Linked DNA regions of Sus scrofa: region 1 is linked to region 2. Evidence: chromatin contacts called from public Hi-C data. All regions are on one chromosome and are shown on one strand. The core of a region is the stretch at or near the end of the contact, and the rest is flanking DNA. Distances in the headings are between cores, read along the strand shown. Region 1 overlaps KIAA1217 (sickle tail protein homolog). Region 2 overlaps LOC102166141 (a long non-coding RNA gene).

Region 1 (2,922 bases), core at 281-2,780, 600 kb before region 2:
TTTCAACAAGCTTCAAAGAAAAGCAGGACTCTAGCTTTCTGCCCTCGCCACTTATCATTTGCTTTTTCGTATTGAATATTCACTTGCTATCTTGCTTTGCTGGTTTTCCTGGCCCTTTAACAAACGGTATCAGCCGTGAAGATTTAGACCTTTTCGCAAATCATGTTTGTGTTTCAAATGCTTAACCTGCGATCTCAAGGTGCTGACTCAGTACCTGTGTTTGCAGACATGTGGGCTGGGGGAAAGGAGGGGACAGGAACAGGATCAACCTACAAAAGGCTTCAGGGTCCTGTCCCTGCAGAAGACAGCTGAATTCTGCCTCTTAAAACCGAACAAATGCCTTCCTTATAGAAGAAAAGAGAATCGAGAGGTAGCCTGATTTTGTTTCCTCAGTTGCAGGTGATAATCAGAGCAGACTGGGTTCAGACATTGTCCTGGCTGCTCTCAAAACAAAACAAAACAAAACCACAAAAAAGCAACCAAAACAAAATCCCCTATTATTTTTGCATTGTTGATTAATTTTTAACATTAAATTGTGTATACTTCATCTCAGAGTAATAACTCAGGGTCCTCGTTTGACGAATGAGAGAAGAAAGCCACAGAGAATCTGCTCTTGTTTTTTGAGGTCGCAGTTGATTAAAGGGCAGAAGTGGGAAGTCCCTCCAGTTCCTATTCACCCCATTTACAAATGAAGGCACAGTATTTGCAGGGGCGTGGTGCACCCTGGGAACACACAGGGCCTGGGCAGTGTCCAGGTGACACAAGCTGGGGCTTTCCATCTGGATTACAGAGCTTTGTGTTCTTTTAACCCTCCTCATGCTTGAGGCAAGAGCACAGGAGGCAGCCAAGGAATGGAATTTCTCCTTTGTGCTTGGTAGGAAATGAACGAGGTTCAGGTCTGTGTAAAGATAGCCTGTGCTTTGCAAAATAGAATGAAGATAAGAACAAATGCCTAAGCGCCTTCCCCCATACCTGGGGAACAGCGAGCCTGCTGAATAATGGACCCTTTGTCTTGCAGGCAGGAATTTCCCTCCATAGCCAAGTGCACTTGGCAATGCAGGTAGATACCGCAGCTTCCGGAAGGAGCCTGCAGGAGCTGATGGCAGGTAGATACCGCAGCTTCCCAGGGCCTGCAGGAGCTGATGGCAGCCTTGCCCTAGGAATTGCTGAGGGTGGCTAGTGTTTTCTCATGGGGTGGCTGTGCTTCTGCAAAACGCTTAGTTTTACTCTGAGCACACCTTGCTGTGAAGTTCTGGGGAGTCACAGCAAATGAAGAAAATGCATAGGATGTGTTTGTTCTTCCAGCTCCAGGAGGAACTTTTTGGCCAGTGATTTCTACAACTCCTGCATAGAAACAAAGGAACACACGGAGAGGAGAGGAATGAAAAGTTTGCCCCAGCGAGGGGAGCTTAGTGCCAGAAAATGAGGCTGGCACTGGGCCAGCAGCTTGGCGCTGCCCTTGACCGCTCTCTGTGGCTCGTTTGGGAATGTCCTCCCGGCCGCACCTGGCCTTCGTGCTGTAATTCACCAAGCCTTCCTATCACAAGCCTTGATAGGAAGTAAACAGGAAACTGTGAGTCAGGGAGCGTCTAAACACAGTCCCCCTGCCAGGCTAGCCTTGTGTTCGGGGAAAATCCCCGTGTGCCTGGCTTTACTGAACCACAACACCGGCTCCTGGGGAAGAGCAGGCTCCCCAGAAAGCCCGGGACGGGGAGAGCGGATGTATCCCAGCATCTCGGTGGTGAAGCCCTGCTAGGAGTGGCCTCACAGGCTGCAGATGGAAACCGAGCTGTGACCTCCTGCAAATCCATTCTTGGCACCACCTGGGAGCCCTGGGTTTCTTTTGGGATCTATACAATGTCATTTTACCTTAATCCACAAAATGTTAAGATCTCCGCCTAAGTCCTGTTTTGATTTGTTTTGTTTTTTAAGTTATTATTATTATTATTTTTCTTTTTAGGACCACACCCATGGCATATGGAGGTACCTAGGCTAGGAGTCCAATCAGAGCTGTACCTGCCAGCCTACACCACAGCCATGCCAGATTCATGCCACTTCTGCGACCTACATACACCACAGCTCACCGCAAGGCTGATCCTTAACCCACTGAGCGAGGCTGGGGATCCAACCCGCATCCTCATGGATCCTAGTCGGGTTGGTTAACCGCTGAGCCACCACAGGAACTCTGACCCCTATGTCCTGTTGCTCTTGTGTTTATTTTAAATTGTCATAGTTGGGGAGTTCCCTGGTGACCTAGCAGGTTAAGGATATGGTGTCATCGTTGCCCGTGGCACGAGTTTGATCTCTTGCTGAGGAAGTTCTGCATGCTGCAAGCCCGCCCCGCTTCCCCTCTTCCCCCTCCCCCCAAAAGCCATAGCTGGTTCATCATGGATTATTGCATGAGTTTTGATTTTTTTTAAAAATATCTCATAAAAATATTATTTATCTTGATTACTGAGTTGAGGGGGTGCCCAGTAGCTACCCCAGTAGCTGCCCTGTTTGTCACCCCAGGAGCCCAGGAACACTGGGGTGACCTCCAGCTACACAGCCCAGAAGGGGTGGAGTCGGGAAGGCCCGGCTCCCAGGCTTTGCTTTTGCACATGCGCAGTGTGTCACTGGAGCCCTTTCCAGGCGCGGACCTGGACCAGGGCTCAAACCACTCCTGCTCCGTGGAGGAGATGCATCCTTGCTCTCACTTCAGGCAGCCTGTGCCTGGAGATAAACCTGGGAGCTTAATCATTTTTCCGCTTGAATAATCCCTCCTTTGGCGTATTTAGGGGGTGGGAGGAGCGCTGGGAGGCTGTGCTTGGTGAATGCGCTGAGGCTTTTAGGAGGCATTCAAGAGAGAGAGGGATAGTCCTAAGCCGCTGTTTAGGACAAAGAAGTTAGACATCGCTGGCATCTGTATAATATTCTCTCTTC
Region 2 (3,172 bases), core at 2-2,501:
GCTGTTGAGGGAAAGTATCTGTTTGGGGAAACTGCCAAAAGGATTAGGCATTCAGTTTCCGCCAGTTAATCATTTACAATTATGAGTCCAGGCAGATCAATAAGATCCACCACAAAGAGATAAGAAAGTTGGAGAGCAACAGAGGAACCATTTACAAGTGCAAAGTCTAGAGATGAGTCCACGTGGCCAATGCAATGGCTCTCATGGTTCCGCTGTCCCCACTGGGGGCCATGGCTTGAAGGCAGGGTGAGGACAACAGGGAATGGGATTTCGGATTCATCACTGGAGGGCGCCAAGTTCTTACCAAGTAGCTGGGCTTTCAGGCGCTTTGGGCGGAACTCTTTGTCTTCTACAACTTTCTATGTTTTTTTGCTCATTACTTATAATCTTGGATTGATCTTTTTAGCTTCACAAATCTTTCCATTGGTAAAGCCATTATTTAGTCTGCATATTTTCGTCACCTACCTTCCCTTCCCCATTCACTTTCAGACCCTGACAACCTTTTCTCATTCCATGGAGCCCTTCTCCAGGTAAGATACTGTTCAAGCAGCTGGCACACTTGTTGTTGAGATTCGCATAGTTCACTAGATAAATCCCAGGTACTCCTTCACCTGTTTACTGATGGTCCTAATCAGCCATTCTCGTTTTCTTGCCTCTTTCTCTCCAGATCATTTTCCTTCAAGACACTGCCTCTCTGGATTGCCTGTTAGCCTAGCAAAAATCTTGGAAGGAAATTAGCTCAAAGAAGGACTTCCTGTATCTATCTGGAAGAGATACCTCTAAGCTTTCTTTCAAATAGTAATAAATGCTTGAAATGCGCCCTCATCCAGGTAGAAATTTCCTGCTGACATCACTTTACCAGGTAATGTTCCTTTTCTTCCCTGCTAAACATATTCACTTCATGGTACACAATACAAATGTCTTTCTATATATCAAACACGCCCCATCACAGACACCTGTAAATGACCAAATGAGTTCTGTGAAGGACAGAAAGCCATTTAGAGCTTATTAAACATTATTTGGGCCATTTACAATCAATGCGAATTGAGCTGAGCAGAGTCAAAATAAAACTTGAAATGGTAACTAATTTTTCCGGTTCTCTTTACCTTGCAGAACCATCAAAACAAAGATCTCAAAGTCCATGTATTAATCTGTCTCTAATTGAAGGCCTTGTTTTCTCTAGGCAAGATCTTCAATAATGTCATTCTTTTTTCCTGACTTCTGACCCAGGAGAACAGTGATTGGCTGGGCCCAGCACTGCCCTCCTCCCAGGGAGGCAGGTGGAATGAGGCCTTAATGTCCTACTACCACCGTGGTGGTAGGAAAAAGATTGTTTCTCAATTTTTCCTTCTCATCCCCCGACTCTCTCCCCACCCCTCCCTGCATGCCTGCCCCTGCCTTCTCCTGCCAACCATTTCTTGCTCTTGGTTAACTGTTTAAACCTCCCCCCCTTTTTGGGATAATTACAAAAGGCAAACTATCACTTTTCTTGGGAATAGTGATAGATACAAATAAACTGTGATTATAAAATTAATACATATTCACGTTAACAGGATTTTTTTTTTTGAAAATACAAGAAATTAGATGAAATATAAGTTCCTCTGTAACTCTACCTTTCAGAGATACGGATCTCAGAATTTTGATGCCTCTGCTTTTTTTTTTTTTTAAATTAAAAAATTGAGATAATGTAGCTCCTGCTGTGGCTCAGTGGGTTAAGAACCTGACCCAGTATTTGTGAGGATGCCTGGCCTCGCTTAGTGGGTTAAGGATCTGGTATTGCCATGGCAGTTGTGACTCCGATTCGACCCTTAGCCCAGGAACTTCCATATGCTGTAGGTGTGGCCATAAAAAGAAAAAAAAAATTGAGATCACTTTTTAATATCAGATCTCCACTTAACACTATTTGGCAATCATTTCTTATGTCATTAAAATTATTACTGGAGTTCCCACTGTGCAACAGGATTGGCAGTGTCTCTGCAGCGCCAGGATGCAGGTTTGGTCCTTGGTCTGGCACGGTGGATTGAAGAATCCAGCGTTGCCATAGCTGCAGTATAGATTGCAGCTGTGGCTTGGATCTGATTCCTGGCCCGGGAAGTCCATATGCCTTGAGGCAGCCAAAAATAAAAATAAAATAATTATTAAAGCATGGTTTAATTTTTTTTTTTTTTTTTTTTCCTGCAGCTATAGCAAGAGGAAGAGTTCCTGAGCCAGGAATCACCTGTGCCACAGCAGTGACAATGCTGGGATCCTTAACCCACTGAGCCACCTGGGGCCTCCTAAAGCATGATTTTAAAGTTGTCATCATATCACATCCTGTGGCTTCATCATTGTTCATTCTTCTATTCCCTCGGTATGGGGCAACTAGTCTCCTTATGATTTTGCTACTGTAAATAATACTATAACATACTTTCCCCTCATACATCTGTGGCGTTTTAATAGGGGACATTTGAAGACTCCCAAGAAATGTCTCTTTAACACAAAACTGCAGAAATCGGTTACAGGAGGAGTTATAATTTTGAAGGAAAAAGACTTTTGCTTCACTTGCCTGCTAAAAAGGTGAACTACCTTTGTGTGTGGCTGAGGTCAGAGATGGATGAAGCAACTGCTAGGTGATCACCGAGGTAGGAGGAAAGAGGGGTGAGAAAGCTGACCAGTCTTCAACTAGTAAATGGAGATCACAGGCTTCCTATCTTCCACTTTCCACCTATCATTCCAAAACGGAAGTAAGGCTGGCCCCTCGTGTGTGTTCATGTCCACTCTTCCCATTGTCTGACTTGAGACACACACTGTATAAACCCTCGATGACAGGCTGCTAAAGGAAGAGCTAAACCCATGAATTAAGAGTTCCTCAAAGAGAGGTGTGGCTGAGGCAGAAGTGACAGCTTCATCCCCTCCCAGCTTCCATTGTTCCTGAGTACTCAGTAGATGTACTTAGTACTTAGTAGATGTACTTAGTACTTCAGATGACTGCTGTTGGGCAAGTTCTTCCCAGTAGAAATCTGCAGAAGGACCCTGCCTCCCCCTAGTGGATGTTAGCGCGAGGTGAACAGGCGGATTCTCCTGCAAGGTCCAGAAGCCAAGAATCGTGTCCTTACATGCCCTCCTGAGATAATGGAAGCTGTGTTTCTGGAGGAGACTCCTCCCACTCCATAGAAGCTCTTGTCTTTCGCCA

Evidence for each region. Hi-C and Micro-C count contacts between places; a contact is called where the count stands out from the background.
Region 1: a Hi-C map of liver shows a contact between it and region 2, with 9 times the contacts expected there. The contact joins two enhancer-like sites. A contact is called at or near these places in 2 of 47 Hi-C or Micro-C datasets (embryonic fibroblasts and liver).

The regions. Positions count from the first base shown.
Region 1 is chr10:50,861,784-50,864,705 of Sscrofa11.1, reverse strand. All of the region lies in intron 3 of KIAA1217 (sickle tail protein homolog), which reads left to right. Among named protein-coding and RNA genes, the nearest start is that of KIAA1217, 170 kb to the left of the region's middle. Within about 2 kb of position 1,530, at least 32 of the 83 cell types and tissues checked have an H3K27ac peak or open chromatin away from gene starts, as enhancers often do. A contact at or near this core is called in liver, where this site is marked.
Region 2 is chr10:50,263,545-50,266,716 of Sscrofa11.1, reverse strand. The region is part of intron 3 of LOC102166141 (a long non-coding RNA gene); the gene reads right to left. LOC102166227 (a long non-coding RNA gene) reads left to right here. Exons shown (of 4, transcript XR_002336361.1): 2 at 1-530; 3 at 668-862; 4 at 2,182-3,172. Among named protein-coding and RNA genes, the nearest start is that of THNSL1, 45 kb to the left of the region's middle. Within about 2 kb of position 1,251, at least 6 of the 83 cell types and tissues checked have an H3K27ac peak or open chromatin away from gene starts, as enhancers often do. A contact at or near this core is called in liver, where this site is marked.